Linked DNA regions of Danio rerio: region 2 is linked to region 1. Evidence: chromatin contacts called from public HiChIP or PLAC-seq data. All regions are on one chromosome and are shown on one strand. Each heading gives the region's core, a stretch centred on a gene start, on an enhancer-like site or on the middle of the called end of the contact. The rest is flanking DNA. Distances are from core to core; before and after follow the strand shown.

The links. HiChIP or PLAC-seq counts read pairs in DNA pulled down with a chosen protein or histone mark.
Region 2: an H3K4me3 HiChIP or PLAC-seq map of embryo shows a contact between it and region 1, with 6 times the contacts expected there. The contact joins two enhancer-like sites. A contact is called at or near these places in 2 of 4 datasets of contacts at active chromatin or transcription factors (caudal fin and embryo).

The regions. Positions count from the first base shown.
Region 1 is chr18:26,000,965-26,005,816 of GRCz12tu, reverse strand. It overlaps a transcript of lysmd4 not described here. Among named protein-coding and RNA genes, the nearest start is that of lysmd4, 16 kb to the right of the region's middle. Within about 2 kb of position 1,861, at least 18 of the 62 cell types and tissues checked have an H3K27ac peak or open chromatin away from gene starts, as enhancers often do. A contact at or near this core is called in caudal fin, where this site is marked.
Region 2 is chr18:26,424,176-26,428,388 of GRCz12tu, reverse strand. No RefSeq gene overlaps it. Among named protein-coding and RNA genes, the nearest start is that of fam174b, 2.7 kb to the left of the region's middle. Within about 2 kb of position 2,523, at least 44 of the 62 cell types and tissues checked have an H3K27ac peak or open chromatin away from gene starts, as enhancers often do. A contact at or near this core is called in caudal fin, where this site is marked.

The DNA of each region.
Region 1 (4,852 bases), core at 612-3,111:
TAATGGCAAAGATAAAATACAACAGTTATTAGAGATGAGTTATTATGTTTAGAAATTTGTTGAAAAAAATATTTTCTCTGTTAAACAAAATATTTAAAAAAAAATAAACAGGTGGGCTAATAATTCAGGAGGGCTAATAATTCTTCAACTTTAACTGTATATACATATGTCAATCTTGAAATGTCAGAAGTCTCTGTGAAATTTTCCTACGTGGACAAATACAATTACGTAGACTAACTAACTAATTAACTAACTCATAATAATTATTGCTTCACAGCAGCTTTTAGTGCAGAGTTCTTAAAAGAACCATTTTATTTTTCATTTGGAACCATTTGAATCATAAAACAAATCCACTATTAAAGAAATAGTTTTTTCAACAATGAAAAGTATGTGACTATTTACTCTTCCTTCTTACTTATTTTAAACACAAAATAAGAATTTTTGAAAAATGTCAGAAACCTGTAACCATTGACTTCCAAAATAATAGTTTTTTTATCAGTTAAAACAACGTTAGCACCTGTCAGCTATAATCGTGGGGAAAACTGGACAACTTTGAGTGTTTGTTAACTAATTTTATCTAATGGGATCAAAATCGGTGATTTAGCGTGCATCTGCTAGTGGAGTGATGATGCGTCGGTTTCTCAATATTATTTATACAGATGTAGCAAAGTTTTCTTATCCTATGAGAAGACCCTGCTTCTTATTATTCATGAGAGCACTGCTTTCCGAAGGCAAGGCAGACCTGCCAAGCTGCGAGAGCCAATAAATGGGTGAGATCATTTCGGCGACATGTGTATATGAAATTGCGAATAACCAATGTAGCAGGGCATTAAATCTGTTTATTTCTTTGTATTTTAACTTTGTAAACTGTAGAATCATGGGTCTCCTTACAGTTTGTGTCTCAATTTGTGAGCCAACTGACAACAGTTGTTTGCTCCTCTCTTTTTCCCCTGCTCTGCCAGCCACACCCACTCTTCCCTCTGCTCGCAGAGCTCTACACCCATTAGACATGGGCCGGATTAAGATTCTGAAGATATAATAACCTTTGATAAAAATATCACGGTTTTATGGTATCATGGTATTGTGATTACTGCTCTAAAATATAACTATAAATAACAATATTTTATTTTTTGAAAGAGTTATAATATTTTGGAGCAGTAAACATGTCATGCTAAATAATTCAAATTAATTATTGACTTCTGCTGTCTTTATTTGTTTCAAAAACACAGATTTCTTTACAATAAAAATGAATTTTTGGATATATTTTCTGTTGGAGATACTGTTGTCCTAAAAAACAAAAAATTGTAAATAAAAAATCTTAAACATACCATAGGAACGGTATTACAGGAAATTTTGGCAGTTTTAAAACCTAGACTTTTCCAAACCGCTGTATACCTTGAAAACGGTTATTGTCCCATGCCACGCCCATCATAAACCTTATTTTGAAAAAATTCTGAGGTAGACTTGAACCGAAAGAGGGGGTTTTCATGGCCCTTTAAACTATGAACTTTTATACCTTTATACACATAAAGGTTTAGAACCACTTGAGGGTGGGTAAATATTCATTTTTGGGTGAACTATTCCTTTAATAACCTTTTCATGGAGGTGCTAAGTCTTTACAATCCTTGCTGAAGATACATCAGTGTCTTAAACTAACTCTAACCCACACTCAACATTTGAGATAATGTTCCTAAATCCTGGATCATGCAAAAATAAAAAAAAATCACTATGAAACAGATCAAATAAGAACTGCTCTGGGAGCGTTAGGGTTTGCGTAATAACTGCGGTTTGGGCTTGCAGACAAAGAAAGGGGTGGTCCGCTCGCCCCCAGTCTGTGCTGCAGCAGCCGAGACGCAGACGGGGAGAAGGCACGGGGCCAAAGCTGTGGGGCCTGGAGCAGGATCACAGCAGCGCCTGTTTCTGTGAGCCGTGCCTGTGAGATGAAGCTTTCAGGTTGTGAGATCACATGGGACTGAGTCTAAGCAGCTGCTGAACAAACGCTAACAATACTTTTTCCCCCGTCTAAAAAAGTTCTTTTGATTTTTAAAGCACTAAACTCAAATGCAAGTTGACTGTTTCACAATATTTTAGAACATTTTAATAAATGAAAAGACAAAAATATTGTTCAGATATTTTTACATTTCTTTTACATTTGATATTGTCTGCCTAACATTCTCTTTTGATATGAACAAAAATAGAAATGTTTCATCCCACCATAACCCACTGTTTGTCACAGCAGGTAGGAAAATGAGGCATGGGATCTAAGCAGCAAACTTTTTTATTTAGAAATAGGAAAAAAACCTAAGAGAACCTCCATTTAAAGATGAGAATTTGAATTGTAAATTTAAACCAACCATGTAATCAGTGTTGAACAAATTATGAGTGGAAAAAGGGCAACAAAAGTAATAAGAATCAATACATAGGAAAAGTAGAAGTGAACGTCCATAAACAAGAAGTGGGCAGCTGTGCGGAACAGTCTTCAAATAATTGGTGGTGGGAGATCCCATGGAGGAACTAGTAGCAGAAGCCAAAAAGATCCAATTTATACTTCTGTGTCAAGTCCACACAAATGGTCTGGTGTAACCTTCACACAGTTGCATACCCTTTGCCGTACCTTTCAAAAAATGTAACTACAAATTGGGACAATGCTGTTCGCCAGATCTGTGATTGGTCGGCTTGGTAATGATGATGAATGTAGGTGGGATCAAGAAATGTGGTAGCGTAGTGAGGCTGGTGGGTTTAACAAGAGTCCTGTGGAGGAACTCAAGATGGACACTTGTTGTTTTATGTTTACCCATCAAGTATTTTCTTTTTTAAAGATGTCTAATAGATGTCTAAACACGGTCGTCTAGGCTAAAACAAGGCTAAATTTGTGCTGTCAGTGAAAATCTAACAGACATTTAAGAATAGGCCAAAACTAGACTATCAAAAAAACAGAAATGAATGACTACACATATAAAGTCTGTCTAGTCTGTCTATTTGACAACTAGTCTATTTTTGGGCTATTCTTAGACGTCTATTAGATTTTCATTGACAGCCCAAATTTAGCCTTGTTTTAGCCAAGCTGTCTACGTTTAGATGTATATTAGATGTTTATAAAACACAAAATTGTTTGCTGGGTACTTTTTGATTAAATATTTTGATGATTCTCTGGTAAACACAAAACATCGGCGAAAAAACTCGACACATTGGACCGTAAAAAACCTCACTGACTATTGTTTCTGAGTTTATTTAATGCCAGAGCAGCATAGACAGATCATAGGAGTATAAATGATCACAACATCATGGGTTATATGAAATGTATGTACTGGAGGTTACATCGACCACTCAACTGTTGTAGGAGGAGACTATGGGAACAAAGATAATTAAGAAGTCCAGTGGAGCCAAACGTGTGGAGGTCTGAATGTCTGTGATAATACAACAGTTATGTATTGAAGCAGAACCCAGTGGATGATGGACAATGGTGGAATTGAGAGATCACAAAGCCAAGGTGATGGCAATGGGTATAGGCCTAACACCAAGGTCAAGCCATTAACTTGGTAGCACAAGGCAAAGCTGGAGCCAGCAGAAGGGAAGGAGCTAAAACAGTAGATGGAACTAGTGAAGACAAAGAAACTTAAATGTTGGACAGAAAAAAAAATGGGAAGCCAATGTCAGGCAGAAACAGCATCTCCATATGTATCCGGATAGATCTAAAAATATGCCACATTTGGTCTTTGATGGAGTGATCATCCTGTTTGATGAGGAGTTGAGCAGCCGTTTGATTTCATGTGCTCTCTGCTCTGATGTGTCACGGTGGGAAGGTAAATGAGGATGAGTGTATTTGAGTGGAATATAATGTACTTTTACTTAGAAACAAAAATGCACATACAACTGGAAAAAAAGTGAAGAAGATTGTGATACAATAGTGAAGCATTAATTTAATCCCTATTTTCCACTGACCAAAAATCATCCACCCGCACAGTTGGACTCAAACTAAAATATATTTCTTGGAAAAAAAAGTATTTTTAAAATAAATTTCGTTTAGTTGAAGTCAGAAGTATTAGCCCCCCTGAATTATTAGCATTTATTTTTTCCCCAATTTCTGTTAAACGGAGAGAAGATTTTTAAAACACATTTCTAATTATAATAGTTTTAATAACTCATTTCTGATAATTGATTTATTTTATCTTTGCCATGGTGACAGTAAATTATATTTGACTAGATATTTTTCAAGACACTTCTATACAGCTTAAAGTGACATTTAAAGGCTTAACTAGTTTAATTAGGTTAACTAGGCAGGTTATGGCAATTAAGCAAGTTATTGTATAACTATGGTTTGTTCCGTAGATTATCGAAAATAATTAGCTTATAGGAGTTAATAATTTTATCCTTAAAATTATGTTTAAAAAATTAAAAACTGCTTTTATCCAAGCTAAAATAAAACAAATAAGACTTTCTCCTGAAGAAAAAATATTATCAGACATACTGTGAACATTTCATTGCTCTGTTAAAAATCATTTGGGTAATAGTTAAAAAAGAAAAAAAAATCAAATGCGGCTAATAATTCTGACTTCAACTGTAGTTTGTCTCTTTAGTGTATACTGTTTAATAATCAATTTAAATTATGTCATAAAAAAAAAAAAAAACTGCTTTAATTCCTGCTCTCTAATGGTAGGTACGCACAGTGCGTATAGCCGTGCGGCTGCAGGCGCCACTGGTTGAAACTGCTGCTTAACAGACATTTAACTGACTATAAGAAACTTTGCAAATACATATCAACTTACACTAACCCTATCCCCACCCCAACCTAACAGTCTACTTATAATCTAATTAGAATTAGTTATCATGTAAATGCAATGCAACTTAAATT
Region 2 (4,213 bases), core at 1,274-3,773, 420 kb before region 1:
TTCAAGCTGTATAGAAGTGTCTTGAAAAATATCTAGTAAAATATTAATTACTGTCATCATTGCAAAGATAAAATACATCATTAGAAATGAGTTATTAAAACTATTAGAATTGTGCTAAAAAATTCTCTGTTAAACAGAAATTGGGGGGGAAATAAACAGGGGGGGCTAATAATTCTGACTTCAACTGTCTGTCTGTCTGTCTGTCTGTCTCTCTCTCTCTCTCTCTCTCTCTCTCTATCTATCTATCTGAAATAAAATCATCAGTTTGCCTATCTATTTATCTTTCTTTCTTATATGTCTGTCTCTCTGTCTGATATGTCTGTTGTCTAATGTGTCTATCTATTTATCGGTTTTTCAATCCAGTCCCTGATTATGATTGTTGATGTTTTTGCCAATCTATTCCCAGATTATTTCTGGATTAATTTGTGCATATCCTTTTCTGAATCAGTTTGATGTAGCATGTTCAAGGTGAAACTGTTGTGTCAGTAGAAAACTGATTAACAGCCACATAAAACATTTAAACTACAGTATGTGAAAGTTCTGTTTACCCAACATGCTGCATAATTTTACATCAGAAAAAAAAGCTGTGAAAAATATTTAGCTGTTTATATCACAATAAACTGTTCTTACATTATAAGTGGACTTCAGGGCAGTATAAATGCACGATTTGACCCCTTAAGGTCACAAGAGAAGGAAATGGGTTATTGCAGGATTAAGCTTTGGCCTTCCTGCGTCCCATCCTGTTATTTAACATATTAAACAGGGAAGTCCCACTGCATGGTCTACTTAGCCGAAATACCCATAGTATGTGTTTTAAAAATCATTTTAACACAAAAAAATATTAAAATAAAAGATAAACATATCCTTTTGTGCATCACACGTTAAGCTATAAACTTCAACAACCAAGAACATGGATTTTGGGATAAGCTATTGAATCATTCTCAATGTTTAACAAATCTAAAGACAGAAACAGTTGAGATGATTAAAGTGCATATACTTGTAGTTGCCACGTGATGGCGCAATCTACACAGAGACAGTTCTTTTTTGACTACAAACAGGAAAATGGAAATAGGCCTTGTCGAATTTAGAACTGTAACTACTGTAACTTAACTAATAATTAATAATAATATTATTGTTATTATTGTTGTTAGTTTTTCTCAGTGACTTCGGTGGATTTATCATAACACTACTTATATTTGCACAACAGTAAATGTATTTCTCAAAACAATTAGTCATTTGTGCACATCATAGTAGCAGTTTCTCATTCCTTCCAATAAATTGCAAATGCTTTTGGACATGCATCAATTGCTTTCATACAACTCTCTGCAGTTTTATAACATTATTATTTGAATGTCATGTAATTCAAAAGTAACTAAACTTGGGAATGCTGAATAGTCATTCCATATTAAACTAATAGTCCTCATTTCATTACTGTCATTACATACAAAAATACTGAACTAGGTGTCAAAATCTGTCAAGCAAATTTTAGAAAAAAATGTAATCTTTTTTTTTTTCTAAAAATATCTTCCAAATTGAACAATTTCATGAATGATTTACAGACCTGTGTATGTTGTAGGTTCAGTTCCAGTATGTACTGCAATATTGTTTACAATTGTGCACAGTTCTACCCAAAGGGTGTTCATGCTTGTAGTGGATCAGGGTGTATTTATTCTTTTGCACAATGCTGTGAATAAATTCAAATTACGCAGACCATACGCATGAAAAATGTGAAACACACATATTCAGTGCCTTGTACTCAGTGATGTTTAACTTTACTGTAGTTTTCAAATGGCTGTGCAAACAGTACATAGTGTTGTCTTGAGCATTTTGAGCAAGTGTCACCAAAATCTGACTTTTTTTTGCATTGGAAAAAAATGTAGAGTAAACTGACATAATGAAAACATGACAGCCATTTGACTTTGTTCATAAACAATGGTGTCAGGACTTTTCATCATTATGACACTGACACTTTCATTGACATGAATACTTGCTTTTGAGGAATGAGCTATCCATTTTGAGCATGTGACACACTTTTGCAGGTTATCATCTACGTTTTGAAGTTTGCACAATTTTTTTTTGAGAAATGCATTAACTGTTGTGCAAATGTAAATAGTGTTGTGAGAAATGCAACAAAGCGACTGAGGAAAAATATAACTACGATTTTATTTATTTATTTACATACCTGAATGCAAACCTCCTCATTTTGGACACTAAACCAAAAAATTAAGACTATAAAAGTATTCTATATTTATTTAAATTATTTGAACTGAATAATACCTCAATCATATAAAGATTTAGACAAATGCAAATATTATTTAATATTTATTGTTATTAATATTATTATTAGCAGTGGTGGTGGTAGAATAATTTTTTTTAGGTTCAGACCTTTATTAAAGCACAATTATGCATATACCCAAATGAAATATGTATTAGATTCTGGTGATTTGATATATCACATGAAAAGCATTTCATTGGCATTCACAGTACATATTTCAGAGCAGGCCACAAGAGGGCTCCTAGATATCTCCATATTTCACCTCAACACTTAGCTGTTACCATCACACTGTTGTTGTGTTTATTACTACACTACAAAACTGTGTTTGCAGATTTGTGTTTTGACATAAAGACTCATAATGCCATACTATAATACCAACATGTTTTTGTAGTTCAGGAAAAAAAGAGAAAAACAAAATAGAGACATAATTTCAGACCTTTGATGCCTCTTTCTAATTATATTTGCCAGTTTTTTTTTCCTTTTTTTTATCTTCCTTGTACAAACAAATAATCAATAGAGTTTAGCTTGAGGCCACTTCCATGAATAGTCCTGCATGGCATATTTGCCAGTGTGTACGTGGCATGACTTTAGAGAAGGGGGAGGTGCCATGCAGGCCTGATCCAATTACAGTTGCTAAGAAACAGACTGTGGTATGCTGAGCCTACCAGGACAGAAATGAGCCCTTCTGCTGTACTGTACACAGCCATTTGCTGAAACACAGTGCCATTCTTTTTAAATGAAAGTATAAATATTAGAACAATTCATGCAGATACGTTACATTAATATATTATTTATAATGTAAGGGTATTGGTCTGATGCTTCTGATGTGAAGTGTGGATATTTAATTTGGACCGTTGAAACCTTTTTCTTTTTTGCGTAATGTCTGGTTTAAAAAGAGCTCTATATTGTTAGGTTGAACTCTATAAAAATTTAGCTGGTGGATAATTCATGTAATTTATTTAGACAATGTGTATAATGCAGCAGCCAATGTTTTAAGGTGAATAAACAAAAACATTTGCTAAAAAAAAAAAAAAAAAAAAAACATGTTTACATTAATTATTTAGCAGACACTTTTCTCAACAACAAGTTGTGGAATATTAATATATTTTAAATAGAATAATTCATACATTGTTTTGATAAATATTAAAAAATTTTAATAGATGTATTATGTTATTGACATGAATAACAGAAGCCTTTCTGCTTTAAACTGTCTCAAAATTTAGTTGACAATTATTCAAATGATTAAAATCCTATTTAAAGAAATTTTCAAATGTATTTTATAATGTGTGTATAGGCATATTAATATATTTGTCCATATTTAAGTTGGGATAACATCAACAACTGTTGGTTAAATGCATATTTTCAATGAAAATATATCAGTATTTTTCATTCAAAAACATTAACACATGAATGTATACACCATAACTAAATAAAATAAATCTCCATAAATAAATAGACATTAACCTTTTAAGGTGCACTCCTTGAAAAAATAAAAATTGTCCCACGCTTGCATTGGATAAATATACTGACACAACTCTAATAAATAGTAATAAGTGAATAAAATAATAATGATAGCCTATAGATGAAATGTCGACCAGGTGATTACAATGCTTGTTAACTAAATAGGCTATTGCACATAACACAGTCACAGCACCTCTGTGAAGTTGGCACCCCATAAAAACAAAATAATCCCCAAAACTATGCTGTTCGTTTGTGCTGATTTGTGCCGCAAAAATGAACATTTGTGCTGGTTTGGGGTCTGAGATATTAAGTCTTTTTTTTCAGGTTAGGTACTTCTAAGAACCACAGTTCTAGAAATATTCAGCAAACAGTAGTATTTATAAATAATAGTCTATAATTAGTTTGTTTGATCATGTTGCCTTTGCCTTAAAGCTGTTGTATGTTAAAAAGTATAATGCTCTGTATATCTATTTATTT